Regions from separate parts of the Mus musculus genome. Here region 2 is linked to region 1. The links are chromatin contacts, called in public HiChIP or PLAC-seq maps. All regions are on one chromosome and are shown on one strand. The core of a region is the stretch at or near the end of the contact, and the rest is flanking DNA. Distances in the headings are between cores, read along the strand shown. Region 1 has its middle 11 kb from the start of Gm35867. Region 2 holds the start of Tlx1 (T cell leukemia, homeobox 1).

Evidence for each region. HiChIP or PLAC-seq counts read pairs in DNA pulled down with a chosen protein or histone mark.
Region 2: a contact with region 1 is called in an H3K27ac HiChIP or PLAC-seq map of embryonic stem cells, with 14 read pairs. The contact joins the promoter of Tlx1 here to the enhancer-like site in region 1. A contact is called at or near these places in 13 of 39 promoter capture datasets (the 3T3-L1 cell line, 3T3-L1-derived adipocytes, the HPC-7 cell line and 8 more), 8 of 15 datasets of contacts at CTCF or cohesin (CD8 T cells, the NIH/3T3 cell line, embryonic stem cells and 3 more), 156 of 484 Hi-C or Micro-C datasets (3T3-L1-derived adipocytes, 8-cell embryo, the AML12 cell line and 85 more), 26 of 115 datasets of contacts at active chromatin or transcription factors (the 230-238 cell line, CD8 T cells, bone marrow-derived dendritic cells and 12 more) and 4 of 9 other capture datasets (adipose tissue, embryonic stem cells, liver and 1 more).

Annotation. Positions count from the first base shown.
Region 1 is chr19:45,111,888-45,116,964 of GRCm38.p6, forward strand. No RefSeq gene overlaps it. Among named protein-coding and RNA genes, the nearest start is that of Gm35867, 11 kb to the left of the region's middle. Within about 2 kb of position 2,409, at least 48 of the 459 cell types and tissues checked have an H3K27ac peak or open chromatin away from gene starts, as enhancers often do. A contact at or near this core is called in craniofacial prominence, differentiating embryonic stem cells, embryonic stem cells and 1 more, where this site is marked.
Region 2 is chr19:45,148,794-45,153,870 of GRCm38.p6, forward strand. Tlx1 (T cell leukemia, homeobox 1) reads left to right here and starts at 1,922. Exons shown (of 3, transcript NM_021901.3): 1 at 1,922-2,699; 2 at 4,723-4,924. The coding sequence starts at 2,123.

The sequences.
Region 1 (5,077 bases), core at 1,159-3,658:
GACAATCAGGAGTCCAAGGTTATCTTTGGCTACCTAGAGAAAATACTGAATTTGAGGGCCTCTTGGGATATATAAGACTCTGTCACAAAAGAAGGAGGGTGGGCAGCTGGAGGGATTGGCACAGAGGTTAAGAGAACTGGACGTTTAGCCAAATAACCCAGGGTTCAATTTCCAGCCCCCACATGGTGGCTCACAACCATCTGTAACTCCAGTTCCAGAGGGTCAGACACCCTGTTCTCACCTCCATGAGCACTGCATGCAAGCGCTTCATAGACACAAATGCAAACCAAACACCATAGACATAGTATATTTTAAAAATTATTTTATTTATTACAGTCCAACCATTGCCCCCCTCTCCCGGTCCCAACTCCCACAGTTCCTCATCCCATTCCTCCTCCCCCTTGCCTCCGAGAGGGTGCTCCCTCCCTCCAGGCATTCTCCCACTGAGGCCAGACCAGGCAGTCCTCTGCTATATTTGTTTGGATGTAATATGTTTTTAAAAAGCAGCTTAACAATAACAGAAATCAAAGGTATTTGAGTGCCTTTTTTCGCATAGTTTTCTTTCTACCCGCAAAAGGTGGCATTCTGACCTCTGTCCTGTATCTTTTTTTAATCTACATTTTGCTATTTAGATATCTTTTTTTTAAAAAAGCATTTATTGATTTAGTTACTTTTATGGGTATTACAAAACTACATGAGTTTATGTACACCACACTCAGCAGGAGTCTGTGGTAGCCAGAAGGGGGCGCCAGATTCCCTGGAGCTGTCTATACAGCCAGCCTGCCTGCTTGCCCGCCCGTGTCACTGGACTTCCGCCCTCTGTAAGAGCAATAAGTGATCTTAACCTGAAGCCATTGCTCTAGAACAGTGGCCCTCAACAATCTTAGTGCTGTTCCTCACGTTGAGGTGACTCCCAACCATAAATTTATTTTGTTTTTCCTTTGTAACTGTAATTTTGCTACTGTTAAGAATCATAATGTAGGGCTGGTGAGATGGCTCAGCAGGTAAGAGCACCCGACTGCTCTTCCAAAGGTCCTGAGTTTAGATCCCAGCAACCACATGGTGGCTCACAACCATCCGTAACAAGATCTGACTCCCTCTTCTGGTGTGTCTGAAGACAGCTACAGTGTACTTACATATAGTCAATAAATAAATCTTAAAAAAAAAAAGAATCATAATGTAAATATCTAATACAGGGTATTTGAAATCTGACCCCCCCAAAGGGGTCTCGACTCATAGCTAGATCATTCTATGTAGAAAACCATTCTCTCTCTCTCTCTCTCTCTCTCTCTCTCTCTCTCTCTGTGTGTGTGTGTGTGTGTGTGTGTGTGTGTGTATGTGTTGGTGTGTAGAGACAAGGTTTCTCTGTGTAGCTTTGGTTGTCCTAGAACTTACTCTGTAGACCAGGCTGGCCTTGAACTCAGAGATTCCCACTGCCTCTGTCTCCCAAGTGCTGGGATTAAAGGTGAGCACTGTTCTCTTAAATGGCTGCACAGTGTTCTGTCCGAGGCTGTTTTGTCTGGTCTGTCCCATAGTTGCACTCCTAGGTTGTTTCCAGCCCTTAGCCCTTACTATGGGGCAATAAATATATACACAAATTCCTAGAAATGCGGCTTCCGGGTCAAAATGTGAGCCAGGCATGGTGGTGCACACATTTAGTTCCAACAGTTGGGAGGCAGAGGCAGGTTTGAGGCTAGCCTGGTCGACTGGAGTTAGGTGTGTGGCTCAATGGTTAGGACATATGCTTAGCATGTTGGAGGCCCTGGTTTCAACCTCTAGTATGAGAGACAGAGATCATGAGCCAATTTGCACTTCTTTCAGGCAGCTTTGGAAAGTTGGTATTGCCGCCCCGAGTTCTGAATAAGGGCTTGATCGCCACAGCTTGGAGATTACTGGAGTCTCAAGCACACCAGCAAGAACAAAACCGGGGAATGGGGGAGCTGGAGGGTGGGAGTGAGGGGCAGGAGGGAAATGTATCAGAGAAAGCCACCGGGTAAACAAAGTTGTCAGAAGGGAGGGAGAGTTACTGTTGGGGTCAAGGGTTAATGCGGACAGAGCTACTGGGACGCGCAGAGCAAAGCAAACAAAACAAGTTGGGGGAGGGGAGGGAAGCGGGTAGGAGCCCGTTGTCTGCTAGGTTGTGAGCCGGATGTGCCTCTGGCCTGGGCTTGGCGCTACGGTTTCAAGGCGCAGGCTCCGAGGTTCTGAGGACCCTGCGACCAGCTGTTGGGACCTGTGCAAAAGGGGGTGGGGTGGGGGGCATCTTTCTGCTGCCTTAGGCCTCCCCACCCCAGGGCTGGCAGGGTGGGCCTGCCCAGAGACCTGCTAACACACTTTCAGGGCCCCTGGGGTAATCCCCCGGTAGCCTGTCTGAAGGCTTTGTGAGGAATTAGAGGTGAGCCGAGTGGCTGCCCTGGAGCCAGGCACAGCTTTTAGAGCATTCCTGGGCATTAGGCCTCTGTTCCAGCCAAGCCTCACCCACACCCCACTGAGCCCCCAGGGCTTCCGTGTGCAGCGGCTCACGGCCTAATTACAGGTGTCCATGTCAGGGTCAGCAGCAGGGTTAATTTGGGACTTGTCCTGGGGTGGCCAGGGCTCATTAATGGAGCCCGAGGAGTCCAGGGGATGAGCCAACCAAGCAGGGGATTAGAGATTGAGGAGTGTTGTGAAGGAGGCTAGGTTAATCAGGCTAGGAAGCTGAGACCAGCCTCAGGTATGTTCATGGTACAGGTCAGAGGTGTATGGTCTCATTCGCCCAGACAGGCACACTATTTATTGGGACTCAGAACTGGCTTCACGGTTCTTTTGGGTACACAAAGATAATCTTGGGAGAGATGACCCCCGCCAGCCTTTTAAGCCTCATCAGGCTGCTCTTACCAGCTCCTTCTCTTGTCCCCCGCCCCCCCACCCCCCCCCTCCTCACCCCATGCTTCAGCCAGGCCTTCCAGCTCCTTTCCAGCTCCAGTCCTGGGATGCTAAAACACTGGTGTGCCCGCATGGTAGCTCAGAGCAGTCTCTCTGGCTGTCTCTAGCGGTGTGCTGCCATATCCTGCAGTGGTGTGGCCCATGTCCTGCAATCCAACCAGGACCAGAGGGTCCCTTTAGCCCAGCCATAAGCCCAGTTCCCAGAAGAATTCTCATATCCACACTGGGCCTCCTGACAGCCCTGGATGTTGAGGGGAGACAAAGTCACATTGCCCAGAGGTCACCAAAGAGGAGGGGGAGGAGGAGGAGGAAGAAGAAGAAGAAGCTGATGGGAGCCAGGACAAGGAGGGGCAGGGAGAAATCACTTAACCCCAAAGCCACCATTCATCTTTGGAACCCGGGCACTGATGGGGACCAGCTGGAGCTGGCTGAAGACACAGAGGCTCCAGTGTGGGAATTTGGGGAGGTGGCCTCCCAGAGCTTCCTAGGTCAGCTAGGAGGGAAACAGGGGGAACCTCCTTCCCCAGCCTGCCCAAGCTGCCATCCCTCTCTGGGGTGTGGAGACAGGATGTTCTCCTTGGCTGTGCTGCCTGCAGGAGTGCTTCCCAGCACTGGGTTAGCCCTCAGCCTCCAAGCTGTCTGCCCAAAGCTATTTCACATCTAGCCATGGAGGTGGGTTAAAGGATGGGAGGGTGGTGGAGGGGGGGGGGCTCAGAAACCCACACTTTAACCAATGACTTCTATTCCTGTGTTCCCTTCCCTAGGCACAGCCTTGACTAGCATTTACACGCTATAGTAGGTGATATGTTTATAAAATGATAAAGGGGGGATATGTTTTATGGAGGTGTGGTGAGGTGTGGGGGAAGAGGGTGCCTTGGCAAGCCCATGCTGAGGCATCCCTTCTCCCTGAGGGACCAGCCACATGGTAGTATAGTATAGAACAGAGTTTATTCGGGGCATGGAGAGAGGAGTTATGAGGGTAGTAGAGGCAGAGGAAGGCAGAGACAGGGAGAGAATAGAGGAGTAGAGGTTGGCCATGAGCATGCAGAGAGAGGAGAGGAAGGGAATAGGGAGTGTGGGGGAAGGGTTGAGGGGACAGAGCAAGAGCAAGGAGCAAGGCGGGGGGGGGGGGGGGGGGGAGCAAGCAGCCTTTTTTAATAGTGTCAGGCATACCTGGCTGTTGCCAGGTAACTGTGGGGCGGAGCTTAGACAGGATGCTAACAATAGGAATCAAATGAACCCCCCCCCATTACACAATTAGCCACTACTCAACCCCAGCAATTTAACTTCTCAAGATAAAGGTCCCCCCCCCCACACACACCCCAGGACCAGGCTGCCACCTGTGGTCACCTCACTTTTGATCATAGGCGTCTAACATTCCCTGCTCACATTTCTAGCCTTGCCTGGGCCACAGCAAGGACCCCACACACACACTCCAAGTCCATAATTGAATATAAAGGCCCAGAAGCAAATGCAAACAGCCGGCAGCATTAATCACCAGCAACCTGGCAGCCTCCCGCCATAGATCTTTCTCACACATAAAATAGCTCATGTTAATCATTGCTGCTGATTTATTGTCTTCTCCACCTTGTACATAAATTATTCACCGTGGCCCGGTTGCTTGGAGAAATCTGTAATGATGACTTCTGTTCTCTCATCTCTGATCCTGAGGCCTCTCCATCCACCCATCTGTGGAAGCTCATTGGCCAAAGAAAGAAGAAGGGCAAAGGGATGACTGATGGTGTGTGTGTGTGTGTGTGTGTGTGTGTGTGTGTGTCCATATTCAAGAGTTTCCATCTGCCCAGAGGCACTTCCAGGAGTTCTCAGCTCCAGGAAGTGGGGGCTACGCTTTTAGAGATTCCCCAGCTGTGGACCAGGAGTGCGGGCAGAATGGAGGGTGTGCTTCTGGGTGGCTCTGGATGGTTTTCTAAGGCTCTGGCAAATGGAGCAAGGGGAGCCTTTTTCTGCAGGTTCCTGCCCTCCACCTGCCAATCAAACCTAGCTCCTGAGAGTTCTGTATCCTGGAAACAGGATATGAGCGTGCTAGTGCAGTTGGAAAACCTGCATGCATCTATCTCCTGTCCAATGCCAATGCCCTGCCCTGGGATACTGATTGCTGTCTCCAGCTAAGTTAGCCTTGGAGAAGGCCACA
Region 2 (5,077 bases), core at 672-3,171, 36 kb after region 1:
ACTACCTGGGGGCAGTGCTAGCACTTGGGAGGCAGAGGCAGGCGGATTTCTGAGTATGAGGCCAGCCTGGTCTACAAAGTGGGTTTCAGGACAGCCAGGGCTATACAGAAAAACCCTGTCTTGAAAAACAAAACAAAACAAAACAAAACAAAACAAAACAAAACAAAAGAGTTGAGAACAACTACCTGCTTCGTGCTTTCTATCTTCTTGAATGAGCATTTGCTCTCCTGGCTGAAGATAGGGCGAGTATTTATCTGAGAGAGATGCTACTGAGTTCTGAGTTTCTATAGTTATCCATAATACTGACTTCTGGCTTATCCTTCTTTTTCTTTGTTTATTGTCTGTATAGAACACAGGTCTGAGGTCAAGACACTTGGCTGTCTCCCCAGTACCTAGAAAGTACCAGGTACATTTTAAGTACACAAATATTTGTTGGGCAAGTCAAGTCTCCATTAATTTATTAGTCACTCAAGATGAACATGTTTGATTTGTTGGGGCTGTTTTAGGAGGGGTACACACATTATATATCAATATATATATATATATATATATATATATATATATATATATATATACACACATATATATCACACATATGCACATATAACATCGCATATATATATATATGACATTTCCTGTCTTTGAGGAAGGCCCTTCAAGTGACAGTGTCAGACAGTGGCCAAAACAACTAGATTCCACTGAGACTTGCTGAGGAGTGAGGCCAGCGTTTTGCCTGTTAGAGACCTCCCAGAAGGTTCAGCAGTGAATGGACCTGAAATAGATCAGAATTCATAACCTATGCTTTTTTTTTTTCCCTCAGAACTTGGCTCCTAGGAGGGAGCAGACCTTTCCCGACTGGAGAGGGGAAAGAGAGGAAGCAAAAGAAGGGAGTTTCCTTCTTTTCTCTTGGGCTCTCAGCCAGGCAGCCACAGGCATAACTTTGAAAAGGCCTAAATTTGTCCTGGACGCACTTCCCTGATTCTCGTCCCAGCAGCCCCCGCCCCCACAGCCTTAAGACCCAAGGCTTCCCTCCAAAGATTCTAAAAGCAAGGAACTAAGTCCTTTCTCTCACAAACCCAGAGCCATTCACTTGGGTCGGGTCGTAGGAATTGCTTCTGCGAGCTTCTGTTTACTCAAAATGAAAGAGGTACCTTGAGGAACGGGCACCCTCGCACAAGCCCCAAAGTAATCCTTTGGCTTGTGACTGCTTTTCAGGATTGACTTTCGTTTCCTTAAATTCTCTAAAGAGACTGAGTTGGAGTGGCTGCTAATTTTTATAACAATATATAGCCAGCTCTTCATAGGACCTGTTTTAAAGGACAAGCCTGAACTCACCGTCCTGCCTCGGGGCCCGGGCTCCATACCTGGGGAGTAGACAGTCTTCTACTTTCTAACAAGCTGGACTTGAAGTTGCAGTAAATCTCCTGGTTGAGTGACAGGTGTTTCCCAGCTCAGCCCTTGGGGAGATTCTCCAGTTGGGCAGGACACCTGTCCCCAGGGGCCTAGTGGGCTGGACTCCTTCGGCCCTGTTCAAAGTGAGGGGGTGGGTCCTACCAGGTCTGGGAAAGGTTCTGATTTCCCTCTCCTTTGGTCCGTCTGTCTGTTCGTCTTTGGGAATGGCTGCTTCCTGATCTTTTTCTTTCTCATTTAAACCTCTCTCTGTAGCCCTCCTCCTTTCTCTTCACTGGAACTACTCAGAGCTCTGATCTCCGTCCCTCTGTCTCTGGCTCCGGCATCTGTCTGGGCTCCTGGCCTCCTTCTCCCCCCTCCCAACCCCTCCCCCGCGCTGTCATTCACCCCGCTCCTCTCCACGCACAGCCAATGGAGAGACCCGGCCGAAACAGCTAGGCTCGCTCGCTCAGGGCTTTTTCGCCCGGTGATTGATGTCCCAGAGTCAACAGCGAGCGAGCAGCCGGAGAAGGGAAGGAGAAGCCGGAGAGGGGAAGAATACAGCTCCCCCTCTCTCCTTCCCCTCCCCCCTACTTTGGCCCTTCTGCGCACTTCGCCTTCAAGTCTCAGCGCAGCCTGGGGTGGCGATTGCCTCCGCGCTCCGACTCGCTGCCCGGGTAGTCCAGCGCAGCGATCGCCCGCGCCCGGGCCCCCGCGTGGGGCCGGGGCCAGCATGGAGCACCTGGGTCCGCACCATCTCCACCCGGGCCACGCGGAGCCCATCAGCTTCGGTATCGACCAGATCCTCAACAGCCCCGACCAGGGCGGCTGCATGGGGCCCGCTTCGCGCCTCCAGGATGGAGACTACGGCCTTGGCTGTTTGGTTGGAGGCGCCTACACTTACGGCGGCGGGGGCTCCGCTGCTGGGGCGGGGGCCGGGGGCACTGGCGCTTACGGCGCGGGTGGCCCAGGTGGTCCTGGTGGTCCGGCGGGCGGCGGCGGCGGTGCCTGCAGCATGGGCCCACTGCCCGGCTCCTACAACGTGAACATGGCCTTGGCGGGCGGCCCCGGTCCGGGCGGCGGCGGCGGTGGCGGGGGTGCCGGTGGCGCCGGGGCGCTGAGCGCTGCAGGGGTGATCCGGGTGCCCGCGCACAGGCCGCTAGCTGGAGCTGTGGCCCATCCCCAGCCCCTGGCCACCGGCTTGCCTACAGTACCCTCTGTGCCTGCGGTGCCGGGTGTCAACAACCTCACCGGCCTCACCTTTCCCTGGATGGAGAGTAACCGCAGATACACAAAGGACAGGTTCACAGGTGAGTCCGGCCCGCGCGCGTCCCGCCTGGCCGTGGCTCGGTCTCTGTGCTACCCACTACCCTGCTTGATGGCTCCTTGAAGCTCTTTCTGAGCGCCAGGTCGCCTAGCGCCTCTCCGTGCGTTTCCTAAGTTCAGCTGCCTTCAGGATTCTATGTGCTCAGAATCGCTCCAAGAGTTCTTGCAGCCTGGGTTCTTCTGTCTCTCCTCTAGGACCCCATTCGTGGAAGCAAAGCTTGGTCCCCTCTCGGGATCCCAGGGCCCAGTCAGGTAGAGGACTGTAGATTCAGGACCATCTTCTGTCAACAGTCTAGGCTTTGCATGCCCGTGTGAGAAAAAAAATTTTTTTTTTCTGTCCTGGCTGCTGTTTCCTGACGGAGGCCAAGAGCCCCAGAATTAGACAGAATAATTAGACATAAGAAAAGGTTCTCCTACCTCTCGTCCCCTACTACACACACACACACACACACACACACACACACACACACACACACACACACACACACACGTGCTCTGAGTTGTGGCGTGCGGGTCGGGCCGCTGCAGATCCGCAAAGGCCCCAAGCCCGGGTGAAGGAGCAGAGCTTTCTTCCTGGACCTCCGAGATTCTTCAGAGTCAGTGGCAGCGCAAGGCTGGGCCAATTTTCGTTTTCATCCTCGGTATCCCTCCCAGGGGTCGGCTCTCTTATTTGGGGGGTGGTAAATATTGCACCCGCCTGACCAGAGGGTTGGCTGGAGGACAACTCCCGGAGAGGAGGACGAACTCTTTGGCCCAGCGGCCTTGCTCTCTGCACCACCCTAGCTCCCTCTGACCTGGCTTCCGTTTCTCTCTGCCCTAGCTCTGGAGTACCCTCTTCCTCGGTGCCCACTTCCCGCTGGCTGCCTTTAGTTGTCCTTGGATCCTTAGACCTTGAGCTGCCTCAGGAAGGTTCAGGCCCCCATGGGCACACAGCTGTTAGGAATTGGGCCCCAGTTAGCTGTCTGGGCCTTAGAGAGGGGAGGTAGTAGGTTTAGGCCGATGCTTGTGGATGGGGCTCCTGAAGCAGGCTAATGAAAAGAACAGTCTACAGCAACTAAACCTGTCCTAGCTACCCAAAGTTACCCTAGGCCCCTCTGCTTCTGTTACAGACAGCACAGGCAGAGAGGCTGTCCCTAGGGGCCCTAACCAAACTTTGGGGCCACAGCAGAAATGGGAAGGAGTCTCTGTGTTACTGTGGAGGAAGGACTCTTGTCAAGGGGGTTCAGTAATACAACCTAAGTCCTCTCATTGAGGGAGGTAGGGGACCCAGAGCCTATCTGTCTCCCCTACTTAAGGCCAGGTCAGTGTTGATGACTGACTTTAACCCACACTACGAGCCCACTGTTGAGTGTGTGTGTGTGTGTGTGTGTGTACTATACAAAAGATATCAGCATGGGCCTACTCTGGGGAGTCATAGTCAACTGTAGCGTCAGGCCTGAAGGAGGTTCTGAGAGTGTGTGACTGTAGTCCTGTGTTGCCCCGTGTCCTGTTGCTTGTCTAGGTGTGCATTCTCTTCTGTTGGAGTACAGATCTGGAAGTTTGTAGCTATATCCGCTGTATGATGGTGAGGCTGTGACTGAGACCAGAACAGGCCCTACGGCCTGGAACTCTGATCACCCTGGGCCTCCTACTTTAAGGGGTGGCCCTTTTAAGTTTAGTGGCTGAGACTGAGGAGGAGAGATGCATTGCTGTCCCTAGGTAAGGGAGAGGGGAGTCAAAGAGGAAGCGGGTGGGATCTCTGAAGCCCCGGGCTAGGGAGATTTCCTAAGTGGCAGCTAGGGGACCCGTCAGCCTGGCGGGCAGGAGGGAGCCCTTTGCGATCCTGGGCTGGAGGTGGAGGGTTGCCGGGTGGATCACTGCCTTGCTTTTAGGGGGTACAGCCAGTGCGCTCTGACTCGCGGGGTGTCGGGCCTGGGACGCCTCCTGACGCTCTGCCGCTTGCCTCTGCCGTCTGTCTGTCTCCCGCTCCAGTGGCCCTCTCACCCTTCACTGTAACACGCCGTATAGGTCACCCCTATCAGAACCGGACGCCCCCTAAGAAGAAGAAGCCGCGCACATCCTTCACGCGCCTGCAGATCTGTGAGCTGGAAAAGCGCTTCCACCGCCAGAAGTACTTGGCTTCGGCGGAGCGCGCTGCTCTGGCCAAGGCGCTCAAAATGACCGATGCGCAAGTAAAAACCTGGTTCCAGAACCGGAGGACGAAATGGAGGTGAGCTCACGGGGCGGACTGGTGGCTGAGGAGCGGGCTTCCTCTGCCTCTCTCGGGTTGCACGCACTCCCTCTGCTTGCTGGTTTCCGATCGGTTTAGACGAGTGAGCGCCTACAGTCACTGGAGACCACAAACAACGAAGGGCAGTAGCCT